Linked DNA regions of Xenopus laevis: region 2 is linked to region 1. Evidence: chromatin contacts called from public Hi-C data. All regions are on one chromosome and are shown on one strand. The core of a region is the stretch at or near the end of the contact, and the rest is flanking DNA. Distances in the headings are between cores, read along the strand shown. Region 1 holds the start of LOC108713896 (lamin tail domain-containing protein 1-like). Region 2 overlaps rassf7.L (ras association domain-containing protein 8).

The links. A called contact is a pair of places that touch in the nucleus more often than the background predicts.
Region 2: a contact with region 1 is called in a Hi-C map of the XL177 cell line, with 2.2 times the contacts expected there. The contact joins the enhancer-like site here to the promoter of LOC108713896 in region 1. A contact is called at or near these places in 2 of 4 Hi-C or Micro-C datasets (the XL177 cell line and the XTC cell line).

What each region holds. Positions count from the first base shown.
Region 1 is chr4L:25,635,610-25,641,618 of Xenopus_laevis_v10.1, forward strand. It overlaps LOC108713896 (lamin tail domain-containing protein 1-like), which reads right to left and starts at 2,132. Exons shown (of 7, transcript XM_041589994.1): 1 at 1,882-2,132. The coding sequence starts at 1,904.
Region 2 is chr4L:25,699,395-25,705,403 of Xenopus_laevis_v10.1, forward strand. rassf7.L (ras association domain-containing protein 8) reads left to right here. Exons shown (of 6, transcript XM_018256779.2): 2 at 4,511-4,690; 3 at 5,962-6,009. The coding sequence starts at 4,588. Among protein-coding and RNA genes, the nearest start is that of phrf1.L, 33 kb to the right of the region's middle. Within about 2 kb of position 3,032, at least 1 of the 7 cell types and tissues checked has an H3K27ac peak or open chromatin away from gene starts, as enhancers often do.

The DNA.
Region 1 (6,009 bases), core at 882-3,381:
TAGGTCCACTTTTATTTAACTTGTCCATTAATGACTATGGGGAGGTTATTGTAAGTAATGTATCAGTGTTTGCAGATGACACAAAACTATCCAGCCCAATTAATTCCATCCAGGATGTGGCATCCTTACAACAGGATCTTGACAAACTGGCAATCTGGGCAGCTAAGTGGCAAATGAGATTCAATGTTGATAAATGTAAAGTCATGCACCTGGGATGTAAAAATATCCACTTATACCCTTAATGGGACTGCACTAGGCAAATCCATTATGGAAAAGGACCTTGGAGTCCTTGTAGATGATAAACTTGGCTGTAGCAAGCAATGCCAGTCAGCAGCATCAAGGGCAAATAAGGTCTTGAGCTGTATTTAAAAGGGCATAGAGTCACAGGAGGAGGGGGTCATTCTGCCACTTTATAGAGCGCTGGTAGGGCCCATCTAGAATATGCCATACAGTTTTGGTCCCCATCACTCAAACAGGACATTATTGTATCAGAGAGAGTACAGAGAAGGGCAACTAAGCTGGTGAAAGGTATTGAAAATCTTAGCTAGGAAAGACTGGCCAAATTGGGGATGTTCACGCTGGAGAAGAGGGACTTAAGGGGTGATATGATAACTATGTATAAATATATAAGGGGATCATATAATAATCTCTCTAATGCTTTATTTACCAGTAGGTCTTTCCAGCTGACACGAGGTCACCCATTCCGATTAGAAGAAAAGAGGTTCCGCCTAAATATTCGGAAGGGGTTTTTACAGTGAGAGCCGTGAAGATGTGGAATTCTCTCCCTGAATCATTCGTACAGGCTGATACATTAGATAGCTTTAAGAAGAGGTTGGATGGTGTTTAGCAAGTGAGGGAATACAGGGTTATGGAAGATAGCTCATAGTACAAGTTGATCCAGGGACTAGTCCGATTGCCATTTTGGAGTCAGGATGGAATTTTTCCCCCTTTGAGGCAAATTGGTGAGGATTCAGATGGGTTTTTTTTTTGCCTTCCTATGGATCAACTGGCAGTAAAGCTGGCCATAGACGCAAAGATCTGATCGTATGAATCAAGGCGATTTTCGAACTGTGTGTGGAGAGTCCCGAAATTTTTCGTCCGGCGGAGATCGGTCGTTTGGTCGATCAGAGAGGTTAGAAAATTTCTGTCGGCTGCCGATAATATCTCTGCGTGTATTGCCGATCGTACGATTTTCAGTGGGAGACTGTCACTAGCTTTGGTTGGACATAGATATCGTACGATTGCTGTCAGGGGCAGATTGCTGTTCTTTAACTAATATGACTGGTACAGCTGGTATGGCCAGCTTTAGGCAGATATAAAAAAAAAAAAAAAAAGTTGAACTTGATGGACATGTGTCTTTTTTCAACCTTACTTACTATGTTTCTATGTTACTATGTAATGAAATGAGGCAAATCTTTAAGAATAATTAATTTTTTCTCTGTAATAATAATACAGTACCTTGTACTTGATCCCAACTAAGAATAAGATATAATTGGTCCTACAAACTGGAAAAACACTGTATTGTGGGGGAAAAAACATGGCAATTGCACTCAAAACCGCACTTTGCTCCCTGCACTTGTGGCCGTTAATGAAGCCTGTGTGTGTGTGTGTGTATCCATAAAGTGCACTCAAGGGGTTTTCACTGCTTAAACTACCGGACTCTTCTTACTTTCCAGGGATTCTTAAACTGTGGGTCAGGACCCAAAAAATGAGTCCTCGTGCTATTTAGGGAGGGTTGCTGAATTCAGTTATATTCAGAAACCCTGATGAAAACAAAGTATATCAACCAAAGCAAACCCTGCTCCAAGCCCCCTGAGCAAATAAAAAATACAGATTTTCTACAAAGCTAGAAGAACCTAATATTTTTCTGCATATATTTACCTTGAAAAATGTTGAGTTTCCATTAGTGGCTGCCCTGTGCTGTTCGGATATTTCTGCTAACGTGTTACCTCATTATTGTTGATGTTTCCATGGCATCTAGGTATGCCGCTTGGCCCAGTCATAAACTCTCCGGCCTGTTACAACAGAGCAAAGTTCATTGACTAAAGGAAGCCATTCTGTTATATGATTCTCCTGTAGTAAAAACAAACTCTTCTATTTCCCCCCCCCCCCGGGTCCTTAGTGGGATGAACCTGATAAAGTGGAAAATAATCTATTACAGAATGTTTTATTTATGGAATGAACATGAAGCCTAAACCATCATATTTTTTTCTTTTGACGTTTAACATAAATCCTTTTTTCATTTTCATGTCAGTTAAAAGAGTTTTCTTACACTCGGGGGGGGGAGCCAAATGTTAGGCACCCCCAAGTGAATGTATTTACTTACGTGAAACCCCGGGTTGGTGCTCCTATCAGCAGCGCCGATTCTAAGCTAATAGCCGCCTGAGGCGGCTGCTGCAATGCCGCCCCCCTCGTCGGCTTACCTGTCTGGAGGGGAGGCAGGAACACTAATGCGGAGAGTGCAATTGCACTCTCTTGCATTAGTAAAGACGAATTTCCGGTTTAAAAACCGTAAATTTGGCTCTGGTACCAGAGCCGCCCCTGGAAACCTCCCCGGCGGTGGAGGCAGAAAACTGTACCGACCCAGGGTTGTTCCACGGAGCAATCCTCTTCTTTCTTCCTGCTGCTGCACATAATTACTTAACTAAAAAGTCAGCTATTTCATTCTACTGCGCATGCATTTTGCCCTGTGAAATTTGAAGACAGAAGAAGCCAGAAGAGGGTCGCTCCCTGGTGCTCGTTCGCTGGAAGAACCCCAGGCTGGTGCCGTTTTCTGCTGATAGGAGCATCGGCCCGGGCTTTCATGTAAGTAAATGCGATCACTTGGGGGTGCCTAACATTTGGCAATGCCCAGAATTAGACAACTTGTTATCTACAAAAAAATCCAAGATCCTTCTCATTTAAGGAAACTCCCAAACACACTGCCATATAGGGGCACATTTAATTAGGGTCGAATATCGAGGGTTTATTAACCCTTGATATTCGACTGTCGAAGTTAAATCCTTCGACTTCGAATATCGAAGTCAAAGGATTTACTGCAATTCGTTCGATCAAAGGAAAAATCGTTTGATCGAACAATTAACGAACGATTCGAAGGATTTAATTCTTCGAATCGTGACCTTCCCCATAGGCTAACATTGAGGTTCGGTAGGTTTTACTTGGCGAAGTGTCAAAGTTTTTTTTAAAGAGACAGTACCTTGTCTATCGAATGGTCGAATAGTCAAACGATTTTTAGTTTGAATTGTTCGATTTCATGTCGTAGTCGAAGGTCGAAGTAGCCAATTCGATGGTCAAAGAAAAAAATAGTTTATTTTTATTCTATTTCTTCACTTGAGCTAAATGTGTCCCTTAGTGTATAACTTGCATTTATATTATTTTTGCCAAAATGCATAACCTTGTTTTTATCAACATTGAACCTCATTTTCCAGTTTGTTGGCCTGTTTCCCAATTAATGGTCCCCATAGACGCGACGATTCCAGGGCAGAACGATTGTTGGTCTAGAGCAGCCATATGGACATACATTTGCTAAACACTACAGATTGGACATTGCGGCTTCCCAGGAAGCAGCCTTCGGTAGAACGATTTTCCAGTCGGTGTTCCAGAAGCAATGATTCCACCCTGTTACTTGCTATATCCCATATGTGCTGCTGTTTAGGACGTCAAGGAAAGATGAAATTGTACTTACCGTAATTTCTTTTTCCTTGAAGTCCATACAGCAGCACATCTGGTTTCCACCCAAATAAATATATATTGAAGCAGTTTGTTCTGTGTATTCTTGTTACAACACAATGGAGGGGGACGGGGGAGTGAATTTATGTGATTTTTGCTGTTTTTTAATTGGCTCTTGTCTGTCCTATCAGAATAAGGAAGGGTATTTAACCCATATGTGCTGCAGTATGGACTTCAAGGAAAAAGAATTTTCATCTTTATGTTGGTTAAGTCCCTGTGCTCTCCCAAGCTTAACGTCAAGCCCCTGGGTAGCAGAAAAACAGAAAATGTTAAGAATGTATCAAGAAGGGTCATACAGAGAGGTAACAGGGAAGAGAAATGATTTTATTACAGGAATATGCATGTTTCAGTTATCGTAAACACAGTCCTCCAAGTTTTCTGTGCACCCAGCACTTGAAGCCATAGGCGTCCACAGGGAGGTGCAAGCGGGAGCACTTGTCCCCCCTTGGAGTTTCCCCTCAAACAGATTAAAACAAGTTCCCCAGGTTCTCTTAATGTGCTGATTATGTGCCTTTCTTCCCTGATAACACTGCAGGTCTCTCAGCCAGGCTCCAGCTTGATGTTTGTTACATTTTATACTTTCTCATGATGCTGTGTGTGACTGTTAAGGTGGCCATACACTGAAAGATCTGCCCATTTGTTCATTACACAAGGAATATTAGAAGAGTTCCCAAGTACCCATGCTGGTGTTGAACCTGGGCACCCATGAATAACAGGACTTAGCACTCTTTACTTAAACAGTTCCTCCAAGTTACACAGTTATGAAAGTTGTAAGCAACTTTTCTGGGCTGTCAATAAATTTCCTATAAACCTGGCCTTACCTTAGTAGGCTTAGTCTGGAGCAGTCTGGAGCAGTTATCCCCAACCTGTGGCTCACCAACCCCTTGGATGTTGCTGTCACTGGCCTCAAAGCATGCTTATTTTTGAATTCCACGCAAGTTTTAATTGGTATACTGCCAAACAGAGCCTACTATATGCTGTCCATCCACATAGGGGCTACCAAATAGGCATGTCCTGAGACTTTTGTCATGCTTGTGTTGCCCCAACTCTCCTTATCCCCGTGCTCTGGACCCAGCGATATAAGACTCACGCAAGCATGCCTGCATATGAAGGGAGAGAGAGAGGAAGAGGGAAAGTGGGACCAGACGTGGTCCCAGCCTAAGGGCACCAAATGTATAAATTTCTCCCTGATATTCCCATCATTATATGCCATTTCCCTGTTATTGTTTTTTTTTACAATCTCCCCCTCAAAATAAGATGTGTGCATGTCAAGTGAGCATTCAATTATATGAGAAGGCCTCTCCCATTTGTTCATGCCTTTACACCAAATAAGCCACACCCACATTTTTGGTGTGATCCCCCCCGGCTACTGACATCTTTGAAACAGGTTGCTCTTGGTTGATGACTTCTGCAGACACCTATGCCTGAAGCTTTTATCTTGAACTGAGTTTTGTTCTATATATTATGTGGGTGTTTATTTTTTTATAGGCATTGCTGTACATTTCAAACAATGCAGTAACAGAACAGACTTACAGAACAATACAAAACATAGACCAACAATGGTAAAAAAATATACAAAAATGTTGGAGCTCAAAGGGCTCATTTAATACTATTACAGGTGGCCAAGATTCTACCTCTTTCAGCAGGATTCGGCCGAACTGAATCAAAAACCAAAATAACGCGTGACTTTTTGTCACCCAAACAAGGAAGTAAAACTGTTCTCTGTGCACACAGTTCTCTTTCCCCCCTTGTTTCCCTAATTTGCATACGTAAATTAGGGTTCGGATTCAGTTCAGTATTTTGCCGAATCTTTCAAAAAGGATTCAGAATTTTGCTGAAAAAAAATACCGGGCTTCCTATATATTTATCTTTTTTCCCTATTAATAACATTGGGCTCAACCATCATTTTTACAGGCCGGTAAAATACCCTAGTTGCGACCCATGTTTGGCAGGTTCTGGAGATCTGGAATTCATAGATCTGTAGCACTTCAACCAATCTGGATATCCAAGGTCCAGATTTGAAGAAGAAGAATACACTGCACACAGATTATATAAAATGGCAGTATACCACAGTGGCTTCTACACAACTGGACCCAGGAGTGTGCTGCACCTGTTTTTATGATCCTAGTAGCTAGCCATGTATGAGAGAATATGTATTAATCCCTATATGAAAAATATATACCTGCGTTGCACATACACTCTTTTGGACGTCATGCAGTTATTTCTCACGTTGGCTCTACTGTTTGTCAAGCACAAAGATGAACATATTTTGCCTCATTT
Region 2 (6,009 bases), core at 1,782-4,281, 65 kb after region 1:
TAGGAAGAGTATAAACAGCCAATAGCAAATACATTTACAAATAAGAATTACCTTGCACTATGTAAAAACTGTTTTTTGGTGGAGATTCTCATAGGTATTATAAGCAGTGATGGGTTTACAAATAATTCTTTATATGGCTTTTCTTCCTCATCTCACAGCTTAAAAGGGTTGTTCACCTTTGATTAACATTTAGTATGATGTAGAGAGTAATATTCTGGGACAATTTACAATTAGTTTTCATTTTTTGTGGTTTTTGAGTTGTTTAGCTTTTTCTTCATCAGCTCTCCTGTTTGCAATTTCAGCAGTCTGGTTTCTAGGGTCCAAATTACCCTAGCAACCATGCATTGATTTGAATTAGAGACTGGAACATGACTAGGAGAAGACTTGATTAGGAAGATGACTGAAAAGAGTCAGAAGAAGGCAAATAATTAAAAAAAAAAAATACTATATAAAAGAAAAAATGAAGGCTAGTTGAAAAGTTTCTTAGAATGAGCCATTCTAGAACCACCACTTTAATGATGTGTCAAGATTTTTGGTAAAGCTGAGCAAAGCATTCCTCACCCTTCCTGATAATCTGGCCAGTAGAAGTCACTGTTTAATTAGAATGAGGTTACCTCGTTAGAGCAATCATGACTGCTCCCTTTTATATAATTGAGGCTTAATGTGCAGAATAAGTCACGGCAATATGCCTTAATTAACCTTTATCGTAAAATGATAGGGTGTATTGTTCCTTGAAGTGGTAACTTGTTTTTTTTGGGATCGGTTTGGGAACTTCACACATCTACATTGGTGAATGATATCCATGCATTTTCTTATTGGATCAGTTTTCTCATCTGCTGTGAATAACGGGCTTTTCTCCTTTTTTTTTCCCTCCAATTAAGTGTCCATTAATTAGACCTAATCACCTGCAGTACTGTAATTAGGCATTACTTGGGTAAAACAGTGTTTTTTCTCATTTACAAATAAGCTCATGTCTAGGACTCTGCCGTCATTATCTATGGATTTATTTTTTGTTTTTACTGGCTCTCTGCTAAACCATTACATATTTATTTCAGCTGTGTATTTATACATACATAGGGGTCGAATTTCGAGGGTTAAAAAACCCTCAAAGTAAAATCCTTCAAATATCGAATTCGAAGGATTTTAGCGCAAAAGTTTCGATTGAACGATCGAATAAAAATCGTTAGATTCAAAAGATTTTTAGCGATCGATCTAATGATTTTTATTCGATCAAAAAAAAAAACTTAGAAAAGTGCTCTGGAAGGTTCCCATAGGCTAACATTGCACTTCGGTAGGTTTAAAGTGGCAAAGTATGAAGGCAAAGTTTTTTTTAAAGGAAAACTATACCCCCCCAAACAATGTAGGTCTCTATTAAAAGATACTGAGTAAAATAGCTCATGTGTAAAACCCTGCTTCATGTAAATGAACCATTATCATAATAATATACTTTTTTAGTAGTATGTGCCATTGGGTAATCATAAATAGAAAATTGCCATTTTAAAAAATAAGGGCCGCCCCCTGAGATCGTAAGATTCACTGTGTACACATACAAACCACATGTAAGGTCACATGAGCCAATGAACAGACAGAGTTCTGCCTTTTGCTTCAACACTTCTTCCTGTTACAGTTAGTGTTGTAGTATTTCTGGTCAGGTGATCTCTGAGGCAGCACAAATACAGTCACGAAATGGTGGTTCAAGGCAAGAGATGTAAAAGGGCAATATTTATGTAAATATATATTCCAGTTTGGTAAGATTCTTTAATATGTCATTCAATTTGATATAAACTATCTTTTGCTTAAGTATTCATTTTGGGGGTATAGTTTTCCTTTAAAAAGACAGTACCTCGATTATCGAATAGTCGAACGATTTTTACTTCGAATCGTTCGAATCATTCGATTCGATCGAATTTGACCAATTTGATGGTCGAAGTACCCAAAAAATACTTCTAAATTCGAATATTTTTGCATTTGAATTATTCACTCGATCTTAGTTAATCTGCCCCATACTGTATGCCCCATAAAGAGCAATAAAGCAGTGGTGTTGCCTATGGTAATTTACTGTATTTCAGAATAAAAACAGAATTTAGACAATAAACCAAGGTTATGGTGTGTGTGTGTGTGTGTGTGTGTGTGTGTGTATATATATATATATATATATATATATATATATATATATATATATATATATATATAGTGAATAAAGTACCCCCTTTTGTAAAATATAAGGATATTATAAGTTACCGAGGAGTTTCATGACCATATAAAAACACGAGGCCGAAGGCCGAGTGTTTTTATACAGGTCATGGAACTCCGAGGTAACTTCTAATATCCTCATATTTTGCAACTGGGGGTACTTTATTTATTATAATACACAAATTTCAGTGAGTCATGTGACAGAAATGACATCAGAACTCACCGTTTATAACTGATGACATCAGAACTCACCGCTTATAAGGATATAATTTACAGGATATTCATGGCTTTTGTGTATTATATATATATATATATATATATATATAAGATCCGCACTCACAGGACTTATGAAAATTATAGAAAATTTATTGCAAGAGACTCTTGCAATAAATTTTCTATAATTTTCATAAGTCCTGTGAGTGCGGATCTTATTTGTGCATGTGGAGTTCGAAATTGTCGATGCTGCACCCAGGCGTTCAAAAGCTATTTTTCGAGAGTGCTGGCTTCTTGGAGGACTATATATATATATATATATATATATATATATATATATATATATATATATATATATATATATATATATATATATATATATATATTCTGTTTCTTTTATTCTGAAATAAAGTAAATCAAATGTAAATTTATTCTGTGCTCTCTCGTTGAGAAAAGAGCCTTCAACTGAGGTTTCGGCCTATTTACATTCATAAATGGGAGCCACAGAACCCAGACATTGGCGTGGCACATTTCACACACTAGTAAAAGCAACAAATTAAATTCCCCTAATAGCCTAATGTCTTAAGTGAAACTGGTCGGCTAATAATAAAATAATAATAATTAGAAACTTCTATTTGTTTGTGTTGCAATAGAATGTGATCCTTGTGGCCCAGTCACATTCTAGCAAAGTTCCCTAATGACATCAGTATCACCATGAATAGTGCTCACAATGAGCTGCCCTGCATTCCTCACATACTTTGCTTTTATCCACTCCCTGAATCATTGGCAGAATCATCATTCATGTTTAACCCCTTGGTATTTTCTTTTGCATTCCCATCCATCTAATGCATTATTAATGCATAATTACAGAGCAGACTGCAGTGACTGTGTCCCTATAGATATAAATAAATCCTGCATCAACAGTACCCCTCCTGTTTCTGTGAGGAGGCAGACTTTCTTCTTGTACTTTAAAATTTATATGGAATTAGTGTATTGTACAAACGATGTTCTATAGGCCTGTGTCACCACTGGCAGCACTAATTGGACTAATTGAACCAAGTTCTTTCAGTTCTTTCAACTTATTAATAATATCCATGAGACTCCAAACTAATGGTATGGAAAGCTGGAGGAGAGCTAACCACTGCTAAATTAGTTTAAGGGGCAGATTTATTAAAGGGATACTGTTATGGGAAAACATTTTTTTTTTCAAAACGCATCAGTTAATAGTGCTGCCTCCGCGTGTCTTCCTGTCCACTATAATGAAAAGTCGCCTGCACTAAAGCACACGCGGCACTTCGTTTTCCGAAGTCGCCCGAAGTATGCTTGTTGACACGCAAAAGACACGCGAAGGCAGTTCGGGGAGATTGTCGCCCAGAAGAGGAGGCGATTAGTCGCCAGGCGACTAAATCTCCACGAATCTGCTTGTGTGGACTGACCCTAACTGATGCGTTTTGAAAAAAACATGTTTTCCCATGACAGTATCCCTTTAGAGATCGAAAAGTAAATTGAATTTTCGAAAAATCTATTTTTGGTTAAAACTCTCAAATACGAATTGTGAATTATCCAAACTCAATTAGAATTCAAATTTGAATTTCGAGATTTATCAAACCTATACCCTGGGAATAATTTGACTATTCACCACCTAAAACCTGTCAAGATCAGACAATGGGAGACTTCCAGTGACCCATTTGAAGATGTTAATAGCCTTCCTGACATTCAAGTTTTTTTGGGGGGAAAAAACTCAGTTCGAGATTAGTCGAATTCGGTTTGAGTTTTCGGGTTGGTAATACTTGTTTGTTATATTCGATTTTTTTCTTAAATAACCTCCTAATCGAATTTAGAGTATATTCGAATTTATTAAAGTTAAGGAAAACTCACATGAATTCAAAATCAACCTTTGATAAATGGCCTTTACGTGTTGCATGCAGTATGGACCACCAGTGCATGGCTTAGCAAAGGAAGGATACTGCTGTAGTAATTACAGTTACAAATAATATTAAGATATATTTATTATGCTATGATACGTTCCATATAACAGAAACATTTAAGTGGATGTGCACTTGTAACCAGACCCTCAATGTGTTTGTTCTTTGTGTTTTTGCAGGGTGATCCCTATGGTACAGTGATGTGGATATTGTAAGCCAAACCGAATTCAGGCCGACCTCATTCCTCGTGTTCAATATGGAGCTGAAGGTGTGGGTGGATGGAGTGCAACGTGTGGTCTGTGGTGTGTCGGAGCAAACGTCCTGCCAGGATGTCGTCATTGCTTTGGCCCAAGCCATAGGTAGGCATCTAATGACCTCAGGGCTTAGCTTATCTGAAAGTTACAGCCCTTGAAATTTTAGGGGGATATTTACTAATATTTGAATTTATCCCATTTTTTTTTAATTAAAACAAAGTCGACCTAACTTCCATCCACGAATTTAACTCATTTATCAAATCAGCTCGAAAAAAGCCGGTGTCGGAAAAGTCTCGACAAAATTGTGCAACAATTCGAATTGTATGCCTTTTTTTTGAATTTGACTCCCAAATTGCTAGATTTTTTTTCGAGTTGTCGCCCAAAACCCCCGACTTTTTCGGATTATCCGGAGCATATCACAATGTCAAGTTGTAAAAATTACATCTGCCATGACCTTGACAGATTTTAGCTGGAGTATTCGCAGCTTTGGGATGAAATAAAAATTTTGAGAAAATTCACCCAGAAAAAAACGAGGCTTCATAAATAGGCCCCTAAAGTTAGGGGGTTATTTACTAAACCTTGATTTTTTTTGGTCAAGGTTTTTTGGGGAAATACTAGAAGTTTTAGATGAAAAAATAAACTAACATTTTTTGAGATTTATTATACCCAGAAGCTGCTAAAGGTTTGAGTTTCACCATCTCAAACCTGTCTGTCATGTAGAACTCAGTGCCAGATGTCCCTTATACAAATTAAAGATATAGGGATCTGTGCTGGGTTTCCTCCAATGATCTGAATAATTTGGGGTTTTCGGGCAATACCCTGAACAAATCAACTGATTTGGGTGTCAAATCTGAAAAATGTATACGATTCGAGTTTTCTCTTGATTTTATAGTTTTTTTTCTTGATCTGACTTCTTCAAGTTATTTTATTGATAAATAAGATAAAACCGTGGATGGGAGTTTGGTCGAGCTAAAAATATGAGATACATTTGAGTTTTAGTAAATAATCCCCTAAATGCCTCCAAAATAAACCTCCTATCATTGTTTTGGCCCATTAGCATTGTGAGGAAGATTGTAGCTGAGTTTATAGTACAATGTACCCTTTTGATGCTGCAGTTGCTTTGTGCTTAGTATAGGGCATACCTGTGCTGTCATAGTTTTCTGTTATCAGCAGATTTTGGTGAGGGTGATGTTCCTGCTGTATCTGTATAACTTAAGCCACATCCCAGTAAATGCAAGCTGATGCTCATAAAACCATATCATTATCTTGGAATATTTATAGATTTATGTAAGGATATGGTTGCAGTTAACTTGTGGGAAGTTATAATGGCCATTTCAGTCTAAATCTAAATAATAATGCAATAATTTATGTTATAGGTCAAACTGGACGTTATGTCCTCATCCAGACTCTTCGGGACAAGGAGA